Linked DNA regions of Pan troglodytes: region 2 is linked to region 1. A link is a contact called in public HiChIP or PLAC-seq data. All regions are on one chromosome and are shown on one strand. The core of a region is the stretch at or near the end of the contact, and the rest is flanking DNA. Distances in the headings are between cores, read along the strand shown. Region 1 holds the start of STAG1 (STAG1 cohesin complex component). Region 2 holds the start of NCK1 (NCK adaptor protein 1).

The links. HiChIP or PLAC-seq counts read pairs in DNA pulled down with a chosen protein or histone mark.
Region 2: an H3K4me3 HiChIP or PLAC-seq map of stem cell-derived excitatory neurons shows a contact between it and region 1, with 2.3 times the contacts expected there. The contact joins the promoter of NCK1 here to the promoter of STAG1 in region 1. A contact is called at or near these places in 1 of 7 Hi-C or Micro-C datasets (stem cell-derived neural progenitor cells) and 1 of 1 datasets of contacts at active chromatin or transcription factors (stem cell-derived excitatory neurons).

What each region holds. Positions count from the first base shown.
Region 1 is chr2:139,980,984-139,987,200 of NHGRI_mPanTro3-v2.0_pri, forward strand. It overlaps STAG1 (STAG1 cohesin complex component), which reads right to left and starts at 2,867. Exons shown (of 33, transcript XM_016942001.4): 1 at 2,468-2,867.
Region 2 is chr2:140,087,583-140,093,799 of NHGRI_mPanTro3-v2.0_pri, forward strand. NCK1 (NCK adaptor protein 1) reads left to right here and starts at 3,377. Exons shown (of 4, transcript NM_001246580.1): 1 at 3,377-3,497.

The DNA.
Region 1 (6,217 bases), core at 1,617-4,116:
GAATGAGACTCCATCTCAAAAAAAAAAAGAAAAACAACTCTAAGCCTCAGATATGCACTGCAACCACAGCTGACACCCTGATTTTAGCCTGAGATGCTCAGCTATACCTCCCCAAACTTCTGACCTATGGAAGCTGAAATAATTGTTAATCTGTTAAGTGTGAAATTTGTTATGCATTAAAAAAAGAAAGAAAGAAACTAATATACCCCCCTAAATAAAGATATAAAGATACAGGACAAAACAACAAATAAAAGGGGAAACAAGAACGTTATCTTTCCCAGAGTACATTATTTCTTCTCACAGCACTGAGATTATGAACATACACAGAGTCAGAATCAAGGAAAAAAAGATTAAAACTGTACAAAATTCTGTAAATTTTAAGTTACAGCAATTAAATGTGTGTTTTTCACAGACATCTTGTTACACAATCACCATAAGATACTATCCCCATTTTATTTTATTTTTTTAAAGAGATGGAGTCTTGTATGTTGCCCAGGTAGGCCTCAAACTCCTGGGTTTAAGGGTTCCTCCTGCCTCACTACAGAGTAGCTGGAACTACAGGAGTGCACCACTGGGCCCAGCTCCCCATTTTTAGAGATAAAGAAAGTAAGGCTCAAAGGTAACACCCTGAACACCACAAACCCAGGGGACGTTCAAAGTAACTTCGGTCCAGGACCCACTCCTTCTCCCCTACACCATAGTGCCTTTAAGGCTTTAAAAGAACCAATCAAATCTACAGTCATTTTATTAGTCTCTTCAAAGGAGGCAATCCTAGTAACACAACAAACTTCCATATTTTGCATCTATTTAAATATTCCTTAGCCTTATCAGAACATCGAAACTGAAGTGGATACAGAAAAATTTCCACTCAAAAGCAGTTCGTTTGTGAAAATGACCACTGGTAGATCACTTGAATTAATTTAGTTTACTCGAAGTACGTTTTAAATATGTAAAGGAAAATGGCGTGGCAAAACACCTGTAGATCTTCTACAACTTTATTTGGGTAACAATTTGTCTTATAAGTATTCTTAATCATCAAAAGCAAGGAAAAAACATTTCTGCTTCTTTCCATTCCATATTTCCCTACTTGGTTAAAATTTTTCAGTCTGAATTCCTCATACATTATGAATATTAGAACAAGGTACGTTACATTACCATACAATAAACAAGTTATTTTTATTTTCGCTGTTCTGTATATTTCCCTAAGTGCTTCACCATCGGAATGTGCAATTTTCTTAAAACACGAGGAAAACTAAAATGTAGAGTCATTCAAATTCCACGTAAGTTACAAATCACACAACTTTGTGCCAATTCAGATACTTTCTCGAGTAAACACTATTTTTGCGAAGATGCAAGTCTTTCTAGTCAGAATCACGAGAATAAACTCTATCCATCTTAACACCAACTTTAACAGCAAATAATTTTTTTTATCACAAATTGCGTTTTTTTTTTTTTTTTTTTTTTTTGTCTGTAAGTGTCCAAAACTATCCCATGACTTAAACTCCCGGAGCACGATTCCCTGCAATGTGAAGAGAATCGATAGATAACATTTGAAATGTGGGTAGATGGGGGTGACGTGACAATCCTAAAACCTGAAAATTTCTTAGTACCCATACCATACAAGAAGCACCCAGTTCGGACCCTGCAAACGAGGCTCAGGTCCAACTCCAAGCACTCTAGTTTCCCACCCCGCCCCCACCTCGAGAAAGGAGGGAAAACAACTTTTATTGGCCTCGTCTCTCAGGGGACTGGCAAACTAGCGGGGCAGTGCTTAGGCCTGGACACGTTTCACAAGGAGGCCCCCGTCGGGGGCTGAGAGGGCAGATAGCTGGAAAGCCCAGCATTGATGCCCCATCTCCCCCAGCCGCCACCCCCCTGCCCCACCCCGCCAACAAGAAGCCTGGGCCAGCCGCCCCGCCGAGCGACCCCCCAGGCCCCTCCGCTGAAATGAACTCGTTGTCATGTGACGCCGCCGCCGCTAAAACACCGCAGAAACGCAGGTCGGCGGGCGGCGGAAGGCATTCGCGCCAGCCCGCGTCGGCCCGGCCCCGCTGGGCGCGGGCGACTCCCGAGAGCCCGGGCGGGGGGGGCGGAGGGCGGGCTTGGCGGCGGGCCCGAGCGCGCCACAAAGGCTTCCGCGCCTGTCGCCGTAGTGCCCGGGCGGGCGGGGGCAAAATTTTTGGTGCCCGCGGGAGGGGTGGCAAGCGACGAAGACGCTGGGGTGCCCACCGCGCCCACAGACGTCTCTCCGGGCACTCGGACGGCCCACGACCGCCGCACCCCGCACAGGCCCGCGCGGCCTCCCTCCCCCGCACGGGGCCCGCGCCCGGCCCGCCCGCTCGCCGCTCGCGCTCTCTCGCTCTCGCCCGGCCTCCATCTTGGATCGGCGCTTCCAGCCCCCGCGCCGCTGCCGCCGCATTCCCCCTCTTTCCCGCCCCCCGCCGCCGTCGCCGCCGCCCGCACTCACCTCAGCTGCCCATCCGGGCGCCGCCGACCATCGACCTAGTTTCCCCCCAAAAGTCTCCGGTGTGTTATTCCCGATGTGGGGGGGTTGTTACGGGGTGGTCGCCGGGGGTTCGGGAGCGGGGGCCGCGCCTTCAACGGAGCTGCAATCCTAACCCGCCATCTGGTGGCATTTTCCACACGCCAATGGCGCCGCTGCAGACTTGGGTCCGGACCGCCCTCTGCTGGCCGCGGTGCTCACTGCCTTGCTGACGGGACGGGCCTGCCCGGAAAGGGGAGGGAGCTGAGGCGCGAGCTAGGGGCCGCGGCAGGGGCGCGCGCAAACGCTTTCCAGTGGGGATTGCGCGCACGCGCACCAGCGGGGCGGGAAACGTGGCCGCTGCGTGGCGGCCCCGCCCCCACACGGAGCGCTCGCGCAGTTCAGCCAATCGCGAGCGGCGTAGGCTTCTGGATAAGGGCGCTGTGGACGGTTCTTGGGCCGCCCGAGGCTGGCGGAAGGACGGCCACGGTGGCGCCTGCGCGTCCGGCTCGCCGAGTTGCCGCCCGCCATTTTTGGAGCTTCTTGGAGAGCTAGGCAGGAACCCGCTCCGGGTTCCTTCACCGAGGCTCCTCCCTAGGTCTCAGGGCCGGCGCTTTCCTCTGTTCCCGCCCGGCTCCTGCTGCCCCCATCCGCAACTCTCGAGACGCCCTGCGGAAACCCGAGGGTGAGGCCGCGCAGATCCCTGCTCCCACTTGGATTTAGCAAGGGCCTCAGAGCTTAGCATTGTATTCGCGATTTACGGTTGACAAGCGCTTTCACCAGGCAAGAGTGAAAAGGTTTCAAAGGGACTATTGGGGACTTCCCTCGCCATTAATCTAGACGAAACACCGCCGGCCCTAGGCCGATTGGCGTCATCCTGCCTCTGTAAAGCACATCTTTCCGTGGTGTCGGCTTTGCATAAGGCGGCAGCATTGGCTAGTTTGTGAGAAGAGAATATAACTAGACTGAGAAGATAGACTCAGCTGTGAAATTGGATTTCTCCCTCCACAACCTAGGACTACTTTCAGTAGCTCTGAAATACACATGAGAATCTTAGCCTTCTAGATGCCAAAAGAGAAATAATCAGTAAGGTGAAATCATTAACAAACTATTTATGTTGAACGTCGCCTCTTCCCTGATCTCCACCTGCCCGTCCGTGGCCATGGATCCCTACCTTTCACCTGCTTACAACTTTTCACCACAAAAGTGAATCCTTACTCTCCTGGATCATTAGCCCCGATATGACTAACTTCTCTATCGCTATAGCCAAGTCTATTTCAGTATGGAATCGCTCAACTACTTTATAGTCTTAAGGGCCTGTCTCCAGTAGGTTACCCCTATTTGTGTTTTCTCTCTCAAGGATTTGCAAGATGTGTGGCTTTTCGCTGGAGAAAGTCATAACTGACCAGATTGGATATGAATTCGTGACTGGACTCCTACTTATAATTTTCTTGCGCTTTCTTCTAATCTCTGGCTGATCTCCTATTTTCCACAAAGACTGTTTCAAGCTTTCCATGTTGTTAAAGATGCCAGTCCCAGTCCATACTAATAGATAAATTCATCCAGTTTCCTGGGCTCAGAGCTATGGGACTCCAATTCCGGTTTGACCTTCCCTCCATTATAAAATATCTGTGACCACCTCCTGTTCGTGATCCCAAAACTTCTAACCAAATTAACCCAGAACCCTTCTCTCCAAAGCCACTCCCTCTGCCTGACACTATGCCATCCCTTCCCACCTTCTCCTTCCACCACTACTTTCCTAGCGCCTTATAATGTAAATATGTTCTTATCCACTGTCTTCTTCCTTTCTGTTTCTCAGAAGTTTCTGTTGTCTTGGCTGGGTGCGGTGGCTCACACCTGTAATCCCAGCACGTTGTGAGGCAGAGGCGGGCGGATAACATGAGGTCAGGAGTTCGAGACTACCCTGGCCAACATGGTGAAACCCTGTCTACTAAAAATACAAACATTAGCCAGGCGTGCTGGTGTGCGCCTGTAATGCCAGCTACTCGGGAGGCTGAGGCAGGAGAATCTCTCGAACCCGGGAGGTGAAGGTTGCAGTGAGCCGAGATCACGCCACTGCACTCCAGCTTGGGCGACAAGAGTGAGACTCTGTCTCAAAAAAAAAAAAGTTTCTGTTGTCTTTTTTTTTTTTAATTCAGTGATGTTACTCCCTCCAGTTGCTATGCTATCAACGTTCCTTTCATTGACACATTCTCAAAAGAAACAGTTACGGTTTTCACCAATCCCCATCCCCTACTTGAAACCCTTTTTCCCTTTCTTTTAAGACACTTCCCCGGATCTACACCTACCTAGTTTGCTGGTCTTCTGATTTCTTTGCTAGCACCTCCTCTTTCTTCAATCTGTTCTCTACTACATGCCTTCTCTTAGGTCTCCCAAAATTAGTCTGTTCTTGATTTTTCCTTAACTGAGTTTCCTCGTGTTCAGCTACTTGCCAGAAAGCTGCAGCTCAAACACTTAAAATAATTCCTCTCTCTTATTTGAATTTCCTAATTTATCCTAACATTGTAATTTCAGCTAGTGTAGTGATTAAGAACATGAACTGTGAAACCAGACTGCTCTGGAAAGCTTTGTAACCTTAGACAAATCTCTTTCTGTCTCAGTTTCCTCAACTGCAAAATGGAAATAGCAACAGTACCAATCTCATAGGGTTGTTATGAGTGTTAAACTATTTATTTAATATTTAAACTATTTAATATATTATAGAAATGCCATCAGCATTATTACATTTATTGTTTTTAATCTTACTAAGAAGTTTTTAGCATTTTTTTAAGTCTGAGGGCATGGGTAATCAACTTTCTAAGTTTATAGAAATCTAAAATTGTATTTTGCCCTCACACTTAATAATTGATTATAAGTCATTTTTATAATCAATTTTATAAATTGTTTATAAATAATTACATAGCAGCCTAGGCTCTAAATTGTAGGGCCAGACTTGATTATTTTCTTTCAAAAAAGCCTAAGTCCCACCATACCTCATTCAGATGGCTTGCTTTTTTTTCTACTACTGCCATCCTTATTCAAACCCTTCTCCCCTCCCATTGCCTTACACCAAAACTATTGTAATAGCCTTGTAAACACGTCTCCCTTCACCTCCCTTTTGTTTGTGTTTGTTTGTTTGTTTTTGAGACAGGGTCTTGCCGTGTTGCCCAGGCTGGAGTGCAGTGGTACAGTCATAGCTCACTGCAACCTCTGACTTGGGCTCAAGTGATTCTCACACCTCAGCCTTGCTAGGTCCAGAGGTAGGTGCCATTGACCCACCTTCCCTCTACTCCCCACTCCTGCTTCACTTCTCTTTTTAAAATGCAACATTGTTATACCTACACAAAAGCGTTCTGTGATTCCTATGGCTTAAAAGATATCATCTAAAATAGTTAATGATATTCAAGGCATGCCTTGATATTTTTTCATTTTTTTCTCTATTTCATTAGAAATTATTCACACTAGCTGACCTGTCTGATTAATCATAAATGTAAGTGAAGGGCAGATTTATTCATCCTTTACCTATCTGGTAAGATAAAGTAATAAAGGTCCCATAACATGTTGACTTTGTTACAGAATTACACATAAAAGCAGAGGCTGCTTTTAAGAAATTCTTCCCCACCCCCACCCTCCCTGGACAGAGTTTTGATCTTGTTGCCCAGGCTGGAGTGCAATGGCGCGATCTTGGCTCACCGCGGCCTCCAGGTTCAAGCGATTCTCCTGCCTCAGGCTCCG
Region 2 (6,217 bases), core at 2,127-4,626, 110 kb after region 1:
GTTAAGAATGAGTGATGAGAAAGATTAAAGAAGGAAAATTAAGAGGATAAACTAGCTGGGTGCTGTGGCTCACGCTTGTAATCCCAACACTTTGGGAGGCTGAGGTGGGTGGATCACCTGAGGTCAGGGGTTTGAGACAAGCCTGGCCAACATTGTGAAACCCCGTCTCTACTAAAAATACAAAAAATTAGCCAGGTGTGGTGGTATGTGCCTGTAGTCCCAGCAACTTGGGAGGCTGAGGCAGGAGAATTGCTTGAACCCGGGAGGTGGAGGTTGCAATAAGCTGAGGTGGTGCCACTGCACTCCAACCTGGGCAAAAAAGCGAGACTCCATCTCAAAAAAACAAACAAACAAACAAACAAAAACCCTAAATGTATGACTTCAGCATACTTTTTGCTGGGTTAATTTTCCCCACTTAAGGTGGTGGTAAGCTACATGAAGGCAAGAACTGTATTTCTGTATTTTACCTGTTGTATTTATATTCACACCTTCTGCCTCCATTGTATGTTAAATATGTAATTAGAATTAAAATTGAGTCAGGCTGTGCTAACAGTTTGATGGGTGATTTTGCAGCAACAGTTTTAACTCTGGACAACAGTTTCTTCAAAAATGAATATAATATCTCAGTCTGTAAACTTTATAAAATGTATCAACAAATAAAACCATTGTATTAGCTTGGGCTGCCATAATAAAATACTAGATTGGGTGGCTTACACAACAGAAGTTTATTTTTTCAAAGTTATGTAGGTTGGGCGGTCCAAAAGAGGGTGCCAGCATGGTCAGTTTTGGGTGAGGGCTCTCTCCCTGGCTTGCAGATGTCTGTCTGCTTGCTGTGTTCTCAAATGGAGAGAGCTCTCTGGTGCCACTTTCTATAAAGACATTAATCTTATGGGATTAGGGCCCCACCCTTATGACCTAATTTAATTTTTATTACCTCCCTAAAGGCCTAGCTCCAACTAGAGATGGTCCCTGACTTAAGATTTTTTTGACTTTATGATGGTCCAAAAGCCATATGCACTCTAGAATCTGTACTTTGAGTACCCATAAAACCATCCAGTTTTTCATTCAGTATTTAGATTACATGAAATACTCAATACTTTATTAAAAAATAAGCTTTGTATTAGATGATTTTGCCTAACTGAAGGCTAATGTAAGTATTCTGAGCATGTTTTAGGTAGGCTACGCTAAGCTATGATGTTTGGTAGGTTAGAAGCATTAAATGCATTTCTGACTTAAGATCTTTTCAACTTAAGGTATTTTCAGTTTATGGTGGGTTTATTGGAACATAACCCCTTTGTAAGTTAAGAAACATTTATATAGTCACATTAGGAGTGAGGGCTTCAGTATGAATTTTTGGGGGGGATGCAATTCAGTCCATACCAGTCATGATAAAATATGCAAAGTTATTTAAACCCTTAGAATAAACTCAAAATTCACCGCCATTATTCACTTTGGATGCTAATAACAGAATGTAGACATAGAGTAGCTGTTGCCCAGTTTCATGGTCTACTTGTCCCAGCCAACCTGAGGATAGTACAGCATAAATAGGTAAATTTGTGCTTGACCTTGTGATCCTACATATGGCAGGCTGTCTTAGTCCCTTTAGTGTTGCTAGAAAGGAATACCCAAAGCTGGATAATTTAGAAACAGAAAAGGTTTTTCGGCTTATGGTTCTGATGTCTGGAAAAGTTCAAGACTGAGCATCTGCATCTGATGGGAGCCTAAGACTGCTTCTACTCATGCCAGAAGGCAAAGGAGAGCTGGTGTGTGCAGAGATTACATGGCCAGAGAGGACGCAAAAGAAGAAAGGAAGTGCGACGTTCTTTTTAACCAGCTCTGGTGGAAATAAAGAGAACTCATTTACCCTCTCCCCAGGGAGGACATTAATCTATTCATGAAGGAACCACCTCCATGACCCAACACTGCCCATTAGTCCCCACCTCCAACATTGGGGATCAAATTTCAACAGGAGGTTTAGGGGAACAAACATCTAAATTACAGCACAGGCCAACCACATGCATGCATTACCAATCACGTAAATAATTTTGAAGTTAAATGCAGAAAACTGCAAACTTTTGAGGCTGATATCCAGGGCCAGGATTAAAATAAAAAGTATTAATGCCTTAAACAGTATTTACTGACCATCTACCCTACTGCAAGGCCCTAGGGAGAAACTGAACAGACATGGTTACTGATTCAACGGAGTTTACAATCTAGGTAGGCATACAGGCAAACCATTTCAATAGATCGGATGGAGAAAACACCTGTGCTCCAAGGAAGGTACCTAACTGAGCAAGCTTCCCTGAGGAGCGACCCTAAACTGTGCCACAAAGATGGTTAAGAAGAGATGAGGCGGCTGGGCGTGGTGGCTCACGCCTGTAATCCCAGCACTTTGGGAGGCCGAGGCTGGCGGATCACGAGGTCAAGAGATCGAGACCATCCTGGCCAACATGGTGAAACCCCGTCACTGCTAAAAATACAAAAAAATTAGCTGGGCGTGGTGGTACATGCCTGTAATCCCAGCTACTCGGGAGGCTGAGGCAGGAGAATCGCTTGAACCCGGAGGCGGAGGTTGCAGTGAGCCGAGATCGTGCCACTGCACTCCACCCTGGCGACAGAGCGAAACTCGTTTCAAAAAAAAAAAAAAAGAGGCAGGTTACGGCGCGGGGGCGGGGAAGGGGGCCTGCAGCACCGGCGAGGGGAAGAACCAACTTACTGATGCCTCAGCCAGTGGCTGGAGCCCTAAGAATGGGCAGACCTGGCTACGAAGGTCCTCTTCATAACACTACTGCCCCCAAGAATGTAAGCTGCCCAAGCACGAGGACACTTTTAGAGGGCCCTCAGACTCAGCTTCTTTTGGTCTGTGCCTCAAATTAAGCACATGTCTTACATTTCTCCCAGGTCCCAATTTTCAGGTCTGCTTTTCTTTGTTTTTCTTTGTCGCTCCCCGCTCCTAAGAACCTTCGGCTGGGATGACATTCTTCAGGTGCAGAAACCAGGGGGAAGCTCCCAGAGCAGTGGGGGCTGAACTCAGGACACAGTCATTTTTGCTGTTAAGTCTCTCCTGCGGCGCTGAGGAGGAAGGCTCAAAGTAACCAACCAGAGCAGCCGCAGAGGGAAAAGCGAAGACAGTTCTGGTCCGGCCCAGCGCTTCTCACCCTCTAGCTCTCTACTCTCCGCCGCGCAGCCTCCGCTCCCTCCACATCACGCAGGGGGCTTGATTGACATGTGGGCCCGCCCAATCCCAGTGCGGCAGAGACCGTTGTCGCGTCAGGGACCGGGGAAGGGGGCGACTGAACCTATCAGATTGGGTCCAGAGTGGGTTTCCTGCCCGCGCGGATCCGCCTGCCCACCGCGCGTGCCCCGCCTCTCTCCCAAGAGCTACGCGGCGGCGGCGGAGCGCAGGCCTCGTGCCGTTACGGCCATCACGGCGGCCGCAGTGGCGTCCTGGAGCCCTCCTCAGGTGAGCTGGAGCTGCCCGGCTCGGCAGCGGGAAGGTGAGACGGCCTTGTTGGCAGGCAGACACACACCCCCCCCCGTCAGTCCGCTGTCCGTCCATACAGCCTGTTACTCGCTGCGTCGCTTCCTCTTCTCGCTCTGAGTTAGCCCCGGGGGCGCCGTCTGCAGGCTCGGAGCTGAGCCGGAGGGGGCGCGGAGGCTGCTCGGAGGGTCCAGACTTCTGCACTGGGATTCCGCGAGACCCTCGGGCCGTTGCCCCAGGGAGCGTGACCCCGCGGCCTCCTTGTCAGCCCCTGGAGCGCTGTGTCGGGCTGAGAGCCCGGGCGGCCGCCCGTGCGAGCCTGGGAGGTCGAGTGTGCGGCGCGCTGGTTGACTTGTCTGTTTTCTCATGAAAAAGTCCTTTTGCCAGCTGTGGCGTAATCCGAGGCCGGGAAGGTAGGGACGTGGTAGGAGGAAGGGCGCTCTCACCTCCAGCCCGAGAGGAGGGGAGGCGTCAGCCTGCGCGGTGCTGCGGGTGGACATCTTCGGGACGCGCCCTCTCCCCTCCCCCCACCCACCGGCCGTTTTCTAGTCTGGGGCTGCGACTTTAATGGTCTGGACCTGCTTCAGATTCGTACGCGAGTTGCTGGGGCTGTGAACTTTTGACTTGAGTTGTAATATGTTTGGTAAAACAAAAAACCATTTCGATAGGTTTTGTAACCTTTCTTCTGTATTAACATACAAGTTAAATTCGCCGTTAGAAGCTCAGGAAGCTGGGTTTTGTTCAGGGCTGAGGACGTAACCGTAGAAACGCTCTCGGTGTCAAACTGATGGACCCGGAGTCACCTGAAAATAATTATGCACGTTAGATTAGGTAAGAAGCCCTAGAAATTAGGAAAGAATTACGTTAAAGAGAATTGCCTAACTCCTCTTTGGGTAGGGAGCAAAGCAGCTCAATGTCCCCCCAAAACGGGTGTTGCCAAAAGGTACTCATTTTTAAAATTTTACTTTGATAGACGTATGACAAACCAACTATAACGATTTCTTCAGCACCTGGAAACCAGTGTGCCTAGACTCTCAGCCTTCAGCGAGGTCACACAGTAAACGGAGAAATAACCTAAGAAGAAAGTTTTGTTTGGTAATTGTCAATAATATTCGTTCTTTTCTTTTTAAAACACTTTATTTTCTTGTGAGGGGTGGAGTCTGTGATATTCTTAAATAGGCATCCCATTCACAACTTGATAGTAATATGCACTGGTTGATAAATGGTACTTTCTTTTCATCTTGACCACAAACTCTGAGACTTCTTTGGGAAAATTGTGATCTGTGGAAATTGGCTGTAATATCCATAAACATAGTTTGCAGAGTGTTCACATCTACTCAGCTGTTGGCTCATGTATTAAATTTTAAAATGTGTACTTATTTTTCTAGGCATTATCTTTTGTCCAGGTTTTGACAGTGCTTTCAGGTCCATCTAAATAAAATTTGAGACCTACGTGTAATGTTTTGTTCGATACTGAGGGAGATCAGGCGGGGTAGCTCAAGCCTGTAATCCCAGCACTTTGGGAGGCTGAGGCGGGCGGATCACGAGGTCAGGAGATTGAAACCACCCTAGCAGACACGGTGAAACCCCGTCTCTACTAAAAATACAAAAAAGTAGCCGGGCGTGGTGGCGGGCGCCTATAGTCCCAGCTACTCGGGAGGCTGAGGCAGGAGAATGGCGTGAACCCGGGAGGCGGAGCTTGCAGTGAGCCGAGATCGCGGCACTGCACTCCAGCCTGGGCGACAGAGCGAGACTCCGTCTCAAAAAAATAAATAAATAAAATGTGTATTTATTTTTCTAGGCATTATCTTTTGTCCAGGTTTCTGCAGTGCTTTCAGGTACATCTAAATAAAATTTGAAACCTACGTGTAATGTTGGCCGGGCTCGGTGGCTCACGCCTGTAATCCCAGCACTTTGGGAGGCCGAGGCAGGCGGATCACGAGGTCAGGAGATCGAGACCAGCCTGGCCAACACGGTGAAACCCCGTCTCTACTGAAAATACAAAAATTAACCGGGCGTGGTGGCACGCACCTGTAATCCCAGCTACTCGGGAGTCTGAGGCAGGAGAATTGCATGAACCCGGGAGTCGGAGGTTGCAGTGAGCCAAGATCGCCACTGCACTCCAGCCTGGCAACAGAGCAAGATTCCGTCACAAAAAAAAAAAAAACAAACAAACAGAAACAAACAAAAAAAACCTATGTGTAATGTTTTGTTAGATACTGAGGGAGACCAGGCGGGGTAGTTCAAGCCTGTAATCCCAGCACTTGGGAGGCCAAGGCGGGAGGATAGCTGGAGGCCAGGAGTTTGAGATCAGCCTAAGCAATGTAATGAGACCCTGTCTCTAAATTAAGAAAATATAAAAAAATTTAAAAAGGAAAATAATAAAGAAAAGAGATATTTAGTGATACTTCATGGTTCTGGGTTTTTTTCTTTTCTTTTTTTTTTTTTTTTTTGAGACAGAGTCTCTGTTGCCCAGGCTGGAGTGCAGTGGCACGATCTTGGCTCACTGCAACCTCTGCCTCCCGGGTTCAATCGATTCTTGTGCCTCAGCCTCCCAAGTAGCTGGGACTACAGGTGTGTGCCACCATGCCCAGCTAATTTTTTTGTATATATATATTTTTTTCTTTTTCTTCTGTTTTTTTTTTTTTTGAGACGGAGTCTCACTCTGTTGCCCAGGCTGGAGTGCAGTGGCGGGATCTTGGCTCACTGCAACCTCTGCCTGCCGGGTTCAAGCAA